Regions from separate parts of the Mus musculus genome. Here region 1 is linked to region 2. A link is a contact called in public Hi-C data. All regions are on one chromosome and are shown on one strand. Each heading gives the region's core, a stretch centred on a gene start, on an enhancer-like site or on the middle of the called end of the contact. The rest is flanking DNA. Distances are from core to core; before and after follow the strand shown. Region 1 has its middle 19 kb from the start of Gm34549. Region 2 has its middle 20 kb from the start of Gm16158.

Region 1 (5,904 bases), core at 195-2,694, 93 kb after region 2:
GTCAATTACAGGACATGGGAATGTATTAAAACCAGCTAGCCAAACCCCCAAAACTTTCATTAAATGAATAAACAATCTAGCATTACAGTATGTTCAGGAGCTACACAATAACTGATATATTTGACAAACAAAAGAAGAGGGAAAGAATTTGAAAGGGAAAAGAAAAAAGAAAAGAAAAGAAAAGAAAAGAAAAAACCCAAAAACCCCAAACCCCACAAAAACCCAAGATTAGCAGAGAACACTTGCATGAAGCAATACATGGAGTTCTTTCTTGCCATCTCAAAACGTAAAAGTGACATTTTAGTGTACCGAGTCTTAAGCTGTGTATTGGCTAGTTTTATGTCAGAGAGGAGGGAGCCTCAATTGTGAAAGTGCCTCCATAGGATCCAGATGAGACAAGCCTCTGGTGCATTTTCTTAGTGTCCGATTGTGTCGACATTATGGGTGGTGCCATCCCAGATCTGGTGGTCCTGGTTCTATAATAAAACATGTGCCATGTAATCATCAAAACAAACAGAGACACATTTAGTTGAACTGTTAGACTAATTTCCAGTGACTTTTGAGTCAAGCCCAAAGAAGAGTTGAAGAATGTGTTGTATTTAGGGCTTCCAAAACAACTTACGTTGGTAGCAGTTCATTGGATCACGGAAAATGAAACAGACACAGACACAGACACAGACACAGACACAGACACACACAGACACACAGACACAGACACAGACACAGTCACAGACACAGACACAGACACAGACACACACACACACACACAAAGAGACACACACAGGGAGAGAGAGAGAGAGAGAGAGAGAGAGAGAGAGAGAGAGAGAGAGAATAGCTGAAGATACACAGATACACACTTTGGGCCAGGAGTTCAGTTGAATGGAGATGTCGTAAGTCTCTATGAGACTATGGATCTGACCCTTAGCACTGACACAGGGTAGCAACTTACAATTCGAAACCCAAACCAAATCCCCACCAACAAACAAATAAAGCAATCCACGCCTAGCTCTAACTGTGTGATCATGCCGTGGTTAGCTGCTCTCAGAAGTGCCTGCATGAACATCTGTTGGAACAGACCCAGGGCTGGAACTGAGAAAGAAAACAGGACAGGTTCCAGAACCTTAATCTTTACTGTGCTCTTTTTTTACTGTCTGGACAGAATGCTAGGTCAAATGTGTTTATTTTGACAATCGAAAGATAAAACAGAATCCAGGTTTTATGTAGCACTTAGGGATTGGCCTTAATTTGTTTGCTTAACTAACAAAACAAAACAAACACCCCCCCCCCAACAAAAAAACCAAAACCCAACCACCACAACAAAACATTCTCTGCTGCTATTCTTATCAAGGAAGATCTTGTATTTGCATGACCACAGAACTGGCCTGTTAGGAAGGGCCCATTAATTTGACGTTTTTTTTGGACGTTGTTTTAGTGGTTTGAGGCCACAGGGGGTTGTATTTTCATGGCCTCGTTTTGGAATAGGCAGTCACTGGAGAGATGTGATGTATTCTGTTCAGAATGTCTTGGTTTCACCAGCAGCTCTTCTGTTGTTCCAACTCTGTTGACACACTCACAACAGGCACACAGGGATCCTGGAGCTGCAGCATGGCAGCCTGGGAGATACCAGGGAAAGGCAATTGTCCATTGTCCCTCTTGCTATTTCCAGGTAAAGATATGGTGTTTGGAGTGGCCAATAGCTTGTGATGCAACTCTCCTCAAAATGCCTTCTGGAATAAAGCTAGCTTAGCATTCGGAAACAATGCAGATACTTTTCTGACCTCAGTGACAACTACCAAACTCTTAACAAACACTGGGTGTCTCCCGAGACTCCCAGGGACAACCTCCTTGTAATCAGAACCCTGTGTGATACAACTTGGGTGCTGGGAGACCAGATTCTAGTTCTGTGTAGCCATTCCAGACATGACTAGAAATGTCACCTACCGCAGGAGGCTGTGGAAACAGATACCGGTTCCCTCCTGGCTCCAAAGTTCTCTTCGCATGTTTCACTTACTGACTGGTTTAAACTATAGGTTGCAGAGAAGATTTCAAATGTCTTGAAATACTTTATTTTATTCTTTTTTTCCAAACAATTCTATATTTTATTTAATTGATTAATTTAGGACTTTGAGACAGAGTCTCAGTATGTAGCCAAGGCTGACCCACAACTGTCAGAGACCTGTCTGCCTCTGCCTCCTGAGAGGCGGGATTAAAGGTGTTCTATACCATCCCTGACTTTTACTTTTTACAGATCGTGGGGTTTCATCCAGGGGCCTTTGTGGTGGGTTGGAGTGTCTACACAGCAGAGACAGGTTATACAAAAGGACAGTGGCCAGCACATATATAAAAATAACACTGATCAAAACCTGTAGCACGGTGCCTAGCAAACCATGGCCATATCTAGAACTACCCAGTCTCAGAAGCCAGCTTGCCGAGAGCCAGACTTGCTCTCTCTAGTAACAATCCAGAAAGCCAGGTGACAACTTCTGTAGCAGTCAGTCCCCAAAGTACACATTGGTTAACAAGTGACACTCTTTGTAATTTTCGTTCCTGGTTAAGGACCAGTAAGGGAAAGTTAAATATTTCCCTAAGCAACTCCTTGGAGTGCCCTGCCCTCCTTGAGCAGTGTCCCACATTTCCAGGCCCGAGGGCTCTAATTAGGGCCCACCTCACAGCTTTTCTGTGTTACACTATGAAGTCTTCCGTCCTGCGGCTCTGCTGAAACACAGGTGACAGTTTCCTCACTGTCAGCAGGCTCTGAATTAGTAGCACAATTCCTACTTTCTCAGCCTAACTTTCCAGTTTCTGTTAAAAAAAAAAAAATCTGAGCTCATCCATGGCCCAGAAAATGCAAATGGAAAAGGTGCAAAGTAAACATTCCCTAAGCTTTAACTTGATTACCAAGTCAGCAAGGTAGGAAGACATTATGTATCACCCTGGTCTGTCCTCCGGTTGTGGCTCCTGGCTATCTGGGTAGTTACATAGTACAAGTCACTCACGTGGGGTTGTCAGCTTTCCGTTACTGTAGCAAATGAGACAGCTATCAAGGAGTTATAGAGTTTTAGTCCCGGGATACTTGGTCCCAATGCTTTTGGGCCTTGGCTGAGGAAACACATTTTGGCAGGGAGTGCATGGTGGTGGAACAACCAGTACCACTCATGGCCAGGACAGGAACAAGAAGAGAAAAGGTTAGAATTTTCCACAATCTCCTTCCGGGGCACACCCCAATGACTGGAAGACTGGACACCAGCCCCAGTTTTTTTTTTTTTTTTTTTTTTTTTAATTTCCTTCGTCTGTCGATAGCTCTGATCAGGGAGACTGTCACATGCAGTGTGGCTTTGTCCTGAAACCCTGACTGAGGCAGTGAGGGATGGAGAAAGGACAGACACACAGACACAGACATACAGAAAAGCTGGGATTGTGTGGGTTGTTCTCGCTCTGCTGGAACAGCACTAACAACTGCAAGCAACCAGATGCTGCAGTGAGTTCATTACTGGACCACGCAGGGGGAGGAGTTAGCTAGTCTCCATAGGAGGTGGGGAAGCAGTCTATGTTATAGTTGGGGAGGAGGAGGCTGTCGTTGCTTGTTCTCCCAGGCACTGTCATTCTCACTAGGACCAGAGGAGAGCTTTGCTGTCCTTCTGAGCTTCCCTGAGAAGAAACCTTTGCCTGCTTCCATGGGTGTGAGGTATTTGTGTCCCTGCCACCAGAACACCTTCACCCAGGGCTTCCTCAGCTTCCCACAAGAGACTGAGCCTTTAACAAAGCCCCTTGGGGAAATAGTTTAGATTTAAACCATAGCCTCGCCCTCTTGCCAATTAGAAGCCATCTGGATTACCCGACTGGCTCAGTGCTATATCCAGCGGTCTGCAGCTCAAGAGCAGAGGAGCACAGGACCCGGATGTAAGCAACGGAGGGAGGGACAGATGAGTTCTGGCACCCTGTGGCACACTGAAAGGCACTAGACACTGTCTTGTATGCAGGGGAGGTGGAACATGTCTCCCATGACTTAAGGAGGACCTCTGCCTCCCCTGCATTCTCTCCTTTGATTGACACTTGCTTATTTCTGTATGGTAGCAATGTCATGGTTGAGAATCCCATGCTAAGTCCCATTTCTATTTTCATCACATCACTGAGGGGAGCCAATCACTTTCATCACTTAGGCCACCAGTAAGGAGCTGAAAGCACTCCAGAGAACTAAAGACCCTTCCCTTAAGGACCACCCATGCTCCTGACCTTCGACTCTTGTCCTGTGCTGTTTCTCAGGTAGCCGAATGTTACTGATAGTGACAGGAAACAAATCCTCTCACGTGATAGAAAACTCACCGTAACATTAGCGTGGGTTGCATGGCCAGCTGTGTCCAAGATGAGCATTTTCAGTTAGCTCTGTCCCTTTGAGCTAGGAAACCACAGCTGTGGGTTAAGACATCAGACTTGGAAGGAAGCAACGTTCGAGAGTAATCGAATAGGAAACTGTGTGCAATTTGTCCAGCACTGGTGGGTTATCTTTTGTACATTTGCTTTTGCTGATGTGGAGTGACCCATTATGTTAAAACAGGGCAGTGTGGAAATTAAAGTACCAGCAGCTGTTGAATGCCTACTGTTAGCAAGACAGAGTGTTATCCTCCCAATAGATGTTCAAGCTCATGTAACTTTCACAGGTTCATTGCCACCAAGTACCGGGACTTTTTATTCATCATTTATAGATTTGTTTGTAAGTGATTGTTGAGTGGAGGGGGCTAGCCAGGCTATATTTTTGTTATTCTTGTTCTCAGTAGGAGATTTTCTGACTGTGTGTATCTACATTCTCAGGGCTGTTTGTTATAGACATGCAGTACACCAAACCTCAGGCTGATGTACAGAATCGGGAATTCAGGGACGGATCTTCCCTCTTGGCTGACTTCAGCCTGAGGATGCCAGAGCCCGAGAGCACTGCGCATGTTGCCCTGGGACTGCCGTTCCTGGATGGAGAGGAGCTTTATTACATGTGAGGACCGTAGGAGGAGGAGGTTAAGTGGGCTGTCAAAGGTCACAGAGTCAGTTAATGAGTGGCTGTAACACGCAGAACCCAAGGAGCAGGATGATAAGGCTGCTGGAATCTGCGGGTCTCCTGGAGGCCTCGGGTCAAGTGCCCAGCATTTGCAACTTCTACGAAAGAAATCACTTAATAAAACACAATACTGCTCTCAGTCAAAAGCTCACCCGACAGGGTGGGAAATCTGCTACTGGCTTCCCAGAGAACTCCTCTCTCTGTGTGGCTCTTTAGCAGGGAGGTGTTTGGGTCTTAGAAGCCTGGGCTCCAGGTTGCCTTCCCTCCGAGAGGTTCCTAGACACAGCACAGGGACTGGGGATCTGGCTGCTGTGCTTGAGAGGAGGTGGGCGTCGGTGGTGAGTTAGTCCTTGCGCTCCTAGGAAGGGTGGAAAGCCTTTAGCTCTGTGCAGAGACTTTACAAGTCCATTGTCTTCTGTGGTTTGGGGAAGCCTGGCAGGTCTAAGCCAGGCCAAGGAATCTCTCTCCTTGTTCCCTATCTGTTCTTTTTACAACAAACTGATGAAGATATATATATATATATATACACACACATATATATATATGTATGTATGTATGTATATGTATATGTATATGTATATGTATGTATGTATATGTATATGTATATGTATATGTATATGTATATGTATATGTATATATATACATACAATATATATATATATAATATTTATATTAAATTTGAATCCTGGCTTACTTTCCATGCCTCCTTTTTCTACTTGGTAGATTGTATTATTTTATTTTATATCACCGCTTGCCAGGACCCTAGATCTCTTCTGCAGTCTGGAAAAGATTTGAAAGGAGAGGTCCTGGTGCCTGATGTCTGGCTTCAGAGGTTGCCTTTTTCCAAACCCATCCAG
Region 2 (6,391 bases), core at 3,634-6,133:
GCAGCATTTAAATCTCATTTCCCTCAAAAACTTGGTTGCCAGCTTAGTTGACCCATCATTCAAAACAAACAAACAAACAAACAAACAAACAAGCAAGCAAGCAAGCAAGCAAGCAAGCAAGCAAGCAAGCAAGCAAGCAAGCAAGCAAGCAAGCAAGCAAGCAAGCAAGCAAGCAAGCAAGCAAGCAAGCAAACTAAAAAACCAAAACAGTAACATAAACCAAGCTGTGCTCGCATGCGCTCCTGGGTTCCGGGAGCAATACCTGCAGTTGCCACACGATGGCAGCATCGTACAAACCAAGGCCACCGGGGCACGCTCTGGGGTTCTCACCCTCATCTTGCAAAGTCCAAGAAGACACTGTTTATGAACCCTCCCACCAGCCACCGGCATGTGTCCTTAATAACACTATGTATTTCCCTTCGCCCCAGGGGAAGAAATAGTGAGTGTCAACGTACCACTCCCTCCCCGCCCTCCGCCTCTTCTCCCCTCCCCTTCTCCCTCCTCCCCGCCCCACTCCCCCCCCCCCCAACCCCCAGCGTCTGTGTTAGTGCAACAGAATGCATCTGTTTTAAAAAGGGGTTAGGCAGGACCAACCCGTATCCCACATTTGAATGATGTGACAAGATTAAATATAGTGGAGACTTCTGAATGGGGCCTCCAGCCGCCTCTTCTTGTCCCCCTCTGTCCTCTTTCCCCTCTTGTCTCCTCCTCCCTCCACGTTCTTCTTCCTCCTTTCTCCCTCCCACCTCCTTTCACTGATAAAAATGTTAAGCATGCAACAGGAGCACAGATTTCACAGTTTTATAATTTTGTTACTAAAGTCATATTAGTAACAAAATTAATTATTTTAAGTAAATAAACTCGGTCACAAATTCTCTCAAAGAGCACGAGGCACCCAATGGGCGGCCTGGAGGCTGCTTGCTTCTCCAAGCCTGCCTTGGGGTGCACATAGCTGTGGGACCCTTCCCGTTCTTCCTGTAGCTCCTGCTCCCCCCCTCCCCCGCACATAGGGCACAGTCCTAACAGCTTCCAGTGGGAAAGGGAGCTGGCAGTCAGAGAAGTTCAGTATCCCTCTGTGATTTGGGGTAGCTTTCTTTTCTCTCTGGATGGTCAGTTTGGACACACATTTGCTTTTAGTTTAGTTTAGTTTTTTTTTTTTTTTTAATTTTATTTTTATGTTACCTGCCATTTTCTTCTCAGCCTCGGCATCCAGGTGCTTGGGGATAGTTTTGCCTCTTTGTAAAAGGACAGCAATGATTCTCTTGCAGGATTCACTGGGAAGCTGGAGGTGTGTGGATGTCTGTCTACTTGCTGAGGATGCCCAGGTTACAATGTATCCAAGATCCTCCCACCCACTGTGCATCTCTTGCCTCTGGGACTCTCGCTCTGAGCTCAGGCTGCTTCTGCCTGGTTGAAGTTCAGTTCTTGTGGGCGTTCTTTCTGCAGGAGTTTCCCTTCATGGACCAGTTGTTAAGCCGAGGACTGGCACAGACTCTTGGACATGGTAGGCATGTTCCCTGCCTCCTTGAGCTTCTGGCTAATGCGGCAGCATCCTCTACAAGAAGCAGTAAGGGGTCTGGCATCCTAGTTTCACCCTAGTGTTGACAGTCAGCATCCTAACATCCATAAGGTCTCAAAGTGTGCTAATGCCAGCGGATCAGCAGAGTAAGCAGTTCGCTACAGATGAGAACAGAAGATGGAGGGAGAATGGTCCTTTGTTGCTCCTCCTCTGGCTGCCCTCAGTCCATTCTAATACTAGAGGCTGGATTGGAAGCAAAGAGTCCAACTGGGGTATTATTCAGCCTGGATTAGGAGATCCATGAAGCTAGGTTAGGGCTTGAAGCAAAGGATCAGTTGAAGCTTGGGTAGATAGGAGAGGCTCCAGGAACACTTAGATTCTGTCAATCTGGTGGCCTTGGTATGCATCCTTTAAGGACATGCCCAGGGGGAGGATGGGCTGGGCCCAACCTGGTGAGTTTCCCAGCCAGAGTTCTTAGTGATGGCTAAGTAGGGCAAGTAGGGGCAGAGCTGGGTATCTCGGGCTGCTCTGGGACTGTGAGTGGGAATGGAGAGCCTCAGGGTGTCCTCTAAAATTCCTCAACAACGGAGTGTGGTGATCTTCCTCTACATGTTCTTGAAGCCCTCTTCGGTTTCAGGAGATGGTTGGCTCCTGTCTTCCCATGTAGACTGGTCACACACACACATCTGAACACTGGCTAAATAGCATGATGATAGGCAAAAAGGCAGGTAGGTGGGGGCTGTGCTCAGTCTAGGGTTGCCTGGTTGCTTGGGACCCCTGTGCTATTTGTCTTCCATGTCCATCATTAACCCAGCAATGATCAGAAGAGAGGAGAGTCAGGATTCAGAGGTGTCTAATTGGCTCAGGCCAAGAGATGCTGGAAGTCGCAGAGGATACCACAAGTCCGGCATAAGATCACATCTCAGCAAGTTTGGGCTAAGGATGCAGTGGCCTCTTGATGGGGGAACACAGACCAGACTGTAAAGAGCAACGGTGAGATCATGTTTGAGGATCACAATCCATAAGGAGCAGATAGCATAGTATGCCATCTAGGCACCAGGATGACTGGTTAGCTCTGACTTGCCCAGCTTTGCGATCCTAGCCTAGATGCTGGGTGCTTCTGAGTAGCGTGTGATGATCAGTGTGTTAAACTCAGTAGTTTAACCGGGACCTTACTTTGAGACAAACCTTTATTTGGGACCAGTGATAGTACGTTTTGATTGGCAGTTTCCTTGGGAGGCTGTTTCACATAATGAGGTTGTTGGCTTTGTAAGAGTCGGGTAAGCCGACTTAAGAAAAAGCAGAGAGGAACACAGCAAGAGAATGTAGCACACTGTAAAGAAGTATGCACTCATTTACCCTCCCTTAAACCCAAGAACACTTTCTGTGGATTAGGCTTCCTCCTCGGATGCTGAAGTCTCCTTAAAATGTCAGGGATCTATTTCCCTCCGAGCAAAGCCTGACCTTTGACATAAGGGATCTTGGGAGGTCAGGTAGCTTTTTGAGGCTTGCCAGCCAAAACGCATGGACAGCTAGCTGCCTGCACCATGCAGCGTGCAGCGCAGAGGACAACGAGCATCACCAGCTTCCCGCATCTGTGTCTTCTTCCAGAAGTTGCCCTGGATGGTTGCCTGTCCTGTCCCCTGCATCTCACCTCATGCGGTTTAGTGTGTGTGTGTGTGTGTGTGTGTGGTGGTGGTGGTGTGAGACATAGATCTAAACATGGCACTCCCAGCACAAAAAGTGGCTCAGGGTATCCGGTTGGCTTGAGACAGGTGGGCAAGCCTGTGAGGGATTTTTTCTTAATTGTATTATTTGAGGTGGGGAGACCCATCCTAAATCTGTATCATTTGAGGCTAGAAGAACCATCTAAATCGGGGCCACACCTTCTGATGGCAGCCAATCTACAAGAACATGACAGAGGGAAGCTTTTGATGTTTTGCCTGCTTGTCCTACTCTGCCTGGTAAGTCCATCTACCCTGCTGCTGAGACACTCCTGGAGACTTTTGCCTTCTGGAACCTTTCCCTACATAAAAGTTAAAAATTACATTTTGCTACTTTGCTGTTATGAAGTTAAATAGTATCTGGGGCAGACTGCAGTTTTTCCTTCACATTTTAAATCCGATCAGGACACTCTCATGAGCCTTAGGTGCTGTGCTTATTAATAAGGCCCTTAATGCATAATCCCACTCAGAGAATTATTTTTCCCCCAGTTTGGCTGTGTGTATCAGAGGGCAGGCTCTCAGAGTATTGACCGCTCCTGACTGCATGAACACACCGGAGCCATCTTTTGGCCCAAGTGCCAGACAGAACTTGGTGCTGAGGACTGTAGTATAAGGAAGGACAGATGGAATGGTGTTGGTTGAACCAGGGCAGAAGCTGTGCTGTGGAGATAGATCTTAGCACAGACCGCCTCTGGTACAAGTGCTGTAAAGATGTCCACCTTGCCAAGGTTCTGGGAATGCAGGTGGTGGCCCTTAAAGGCTTCGCCGGCTACTTGGGTGCTGTGTTTGGATCCTATTGCCTTTGTGACCAAGGTCTGGGCCTGCCATTACCCCATGGTGGTCCTGCCTGCTGTGTGGGATTAGGAAAGACAGGTCCAGTGCTTAGCACTGTTGCCATCCCTTTCTTCTGTCCCTGAGCTTTTCCTAAAGAGTCACAGGCTGAGAACCACAGAACTTTGCCAGTCCAGCCAGAGCAAGATCAGCGCAGACCTTTGCGGAAGAGCTTTGCAACTGTGCTGACAGAAGTAGCAGTAGCCTAGGTAGGGAAGTGGATTCCTAGGCCCTACCCTAGACAGACGGCAGCCCAGAGTTCTGGCTGAGCTCCTGTGTACTCTCTGAGTTTTTACCCAAGGATGCAATCTTCTGGAAGGCCTCCAGCATCAGGCCCATGACCCGCCTGAAAATTGAGGGAACCTGGCTACAGCGGCCCCTTTAGGACCCTTAGCAATAACAAGACAAGTAGGTTTTTGTGATTAGTTTTGTTTTTGCCTTCCATACGGAGGTGGAAGCAGAAGCTGGTAGGTTTAAAACTGTAAAATGTAATTTACTATGCGAGTTGATCTTGACGGTCCAGGAGATGCATGGAGCAAGAATTGCCACTAGATGGCGCTGCTGCACTTCCCTGCGGACTCTGCACATCGATTCTAATAAGGTTTTCCTGGATCCCACCGGAGTCCTAGTTAAAAAAAAAAAAAAAACCAAAACGACGCGCCACTGTGAGTTGAGGCCTATTTCACTAAGATACCCAGGAAATGATATAAAGTCACGAGGCTTTGGCTGGGGGCAACTGTGGGATTGTAGCAGGAAAGCCATGTAGAATGTTACAGATCTCCCTGTCCACAGTACTAGCTTCAGCCGGGTGGAGGAGCAGTTAGAGAAGCGGAGATAGGCTATTTTCTTTTACAGGGAGCTTTCTGATCTGATCGAATGCCTCCTCTTTTTGTGCCAGCTTTGATGAAGTTGATATTGGCCAGGGACCCCCTAGAAGGCCTCTAGAGAAAAAAAGTCCTATTTGGGCTTGGGCATGGGAGTGTGTGGGGGAAGTGGGGTGATAGGGTCAGGCTGGAACTGGGCTTAGATTAGTTTGTGCCAGAGCACAGTGTGGATGCAGAGACTGAGCGTGGGGCTGTAGGGGGCTGCTGGGTGACTCAGTGACAAACCCATGATAGTAATAAGCATAAAGACACCCACCCAAACTACCTCATGGAATCCAGCCTCTCTGCAGCTAGGAGGACGAGAACACAGTGTCCGGTTCACAGATGGGAAACACTGGACGCTCAGGCCTGAACCACAGGGAGGGAGGGAGGGCAGGGCTCAGGCTTCTTCTTTTTTTTTTTTCTCAGACCTCCCTCCCTCCCTCCCTCCCTCCCTCCCTCCCTCCCTCCCTCCCTCCCTCCCTCCCTCCTTTTCCTTTCCTTTCTTTCTTTCTTTCTTTCTTTCTTTCTTTCTTTCTTTCTTTCTTTCTTTCTTTCTTTCCTCTTTCTTTCTTTCTTTCTTTCTTTCTTTCTTTCTTTCTTTCTTTCTTTCTTTCTTTCTTTCTTCCTTCCTTCCTTCCTTCCTTCCTTCCTTCTCTCTCTCTCTCTCTCTCTCTCTCTCTTTCTTTCTTTCTTTCTTTCTTCCTTTCTTCTTTTCTTTCCTATTTTCTTTATTTACATTTCAAATGTTATTCCCTTTCCTAGTTTCCCCTCCGAAAATCCCCTATCCCCCTCCTGCCTCCCCCTGCTCCACAACCCACCCACTCCTGCTTCCTGGCCCTGGCATTCCCCTATACTGGGGCATAGAACCTTCACAGGACCAAGGGCCTCTCCTCCCATTGATGACCGACTAGGCCATCCTTTGCAACAAGAGCTTGCTGACAGGAGCCTGATAAAGCTGTCTCCTGAGAGAGAGGCTCTGCTAGTGCCTGAGAAAATACAGAAGTGGATGCTCACAGCCATCCATTGGATGGAGCACAGGGTCCCCAATGAAGGAGCTAGAGAAAGGACCCAAGGAGCTGAAGGGGTTTGCAGTCCCATAGAAGGGGTAGGGTTTCAAACAGGCCTGATTCTATGTCTTCTCCCTTAAAGCCACTGCCCTCAAGGATCAAGTAGTAGAGGCTGCAGGAAGCCCTGGTGTCCCTGTGGAGGAGGCTTCTCCTGCTGGAGGGCTTGTCGGGATTCATCTCCACTCATTGCCATCTGGGCCACAAAGGAGCCACAAGGCCCCAGGACATGCTGTGCATCTGGAAGCTCCATCTAGGGCCCCATGGGCTCTGCGGGCCCTGTGGGTTCCTGGGAGGCCCGGGGGTGGGGGTGGGGGTGGGGGAAGGATACCAGCTCACAGAAGCAAACACTGAGATTAAAAGAAGGGGTTCAGCCCCTCTACCATG

Evidence for each region. A called contact is a pair of places that touch in the nucleus more often than the background predicts.
Region 1: a contact with region 2 is called in a Hi-C map of uterus, with 5 times the contacts expected there. The contact joins two enhancer-like sites. A contact is called at or near these places in 2 of 39 promoter capture datasets (hippocampal neurons and liver), 2 of 15 datasets of contacts at CTCF or cohesin (CD8 T cells and the NIH/3T3 cell line), 107 of 484 Hi-C or Micro-C datasets (the AML12 cell line, B cells, the C3H10T1/2 cell line and 61 more), 17 of 115 datasets of contacts at active chromatin or transcription factors (PVALB interneurons, bone marrow-derived dendritic cells, embryonic basal ganglia and 12 more) and 1 of 9 other capture datasets (embryonic tail).

What each region holds. Positions count from the first base shown.
Region 1 is chr7:68,466,162-68,472,065 of GRCm38.p6, forward strand. No RefSeq gene overlaps it. Among named protein-coding and RNA genes, the nearest start is that of Gm34549, 19 kb to the right of the region's middle. Within about 2 kb of position 1,445, at least 9 of the 459 cell types and tissues checked have an H3K27ac peak or open chromatin away from gene starts, as enhancers often do. A contact at or near this core is called in uterus, where this site is marked.
Region 2 is chr7:68,369,573-68,375,963 of GRCm38.p6, forward strand. No RefSeq gene overlaps it. Among named protein-coding and RNA genes, the nearest start is that of Gm16158, 20 kb to the left of the region's middle. Within about 2 kb of position 4,884, at least 30 of the 459 cell types and tissues checked have an H3K27ac peak or open chromatin away from gene starts, as enhancers often do. A contact at or near this core is called in uterus, where this site is marked.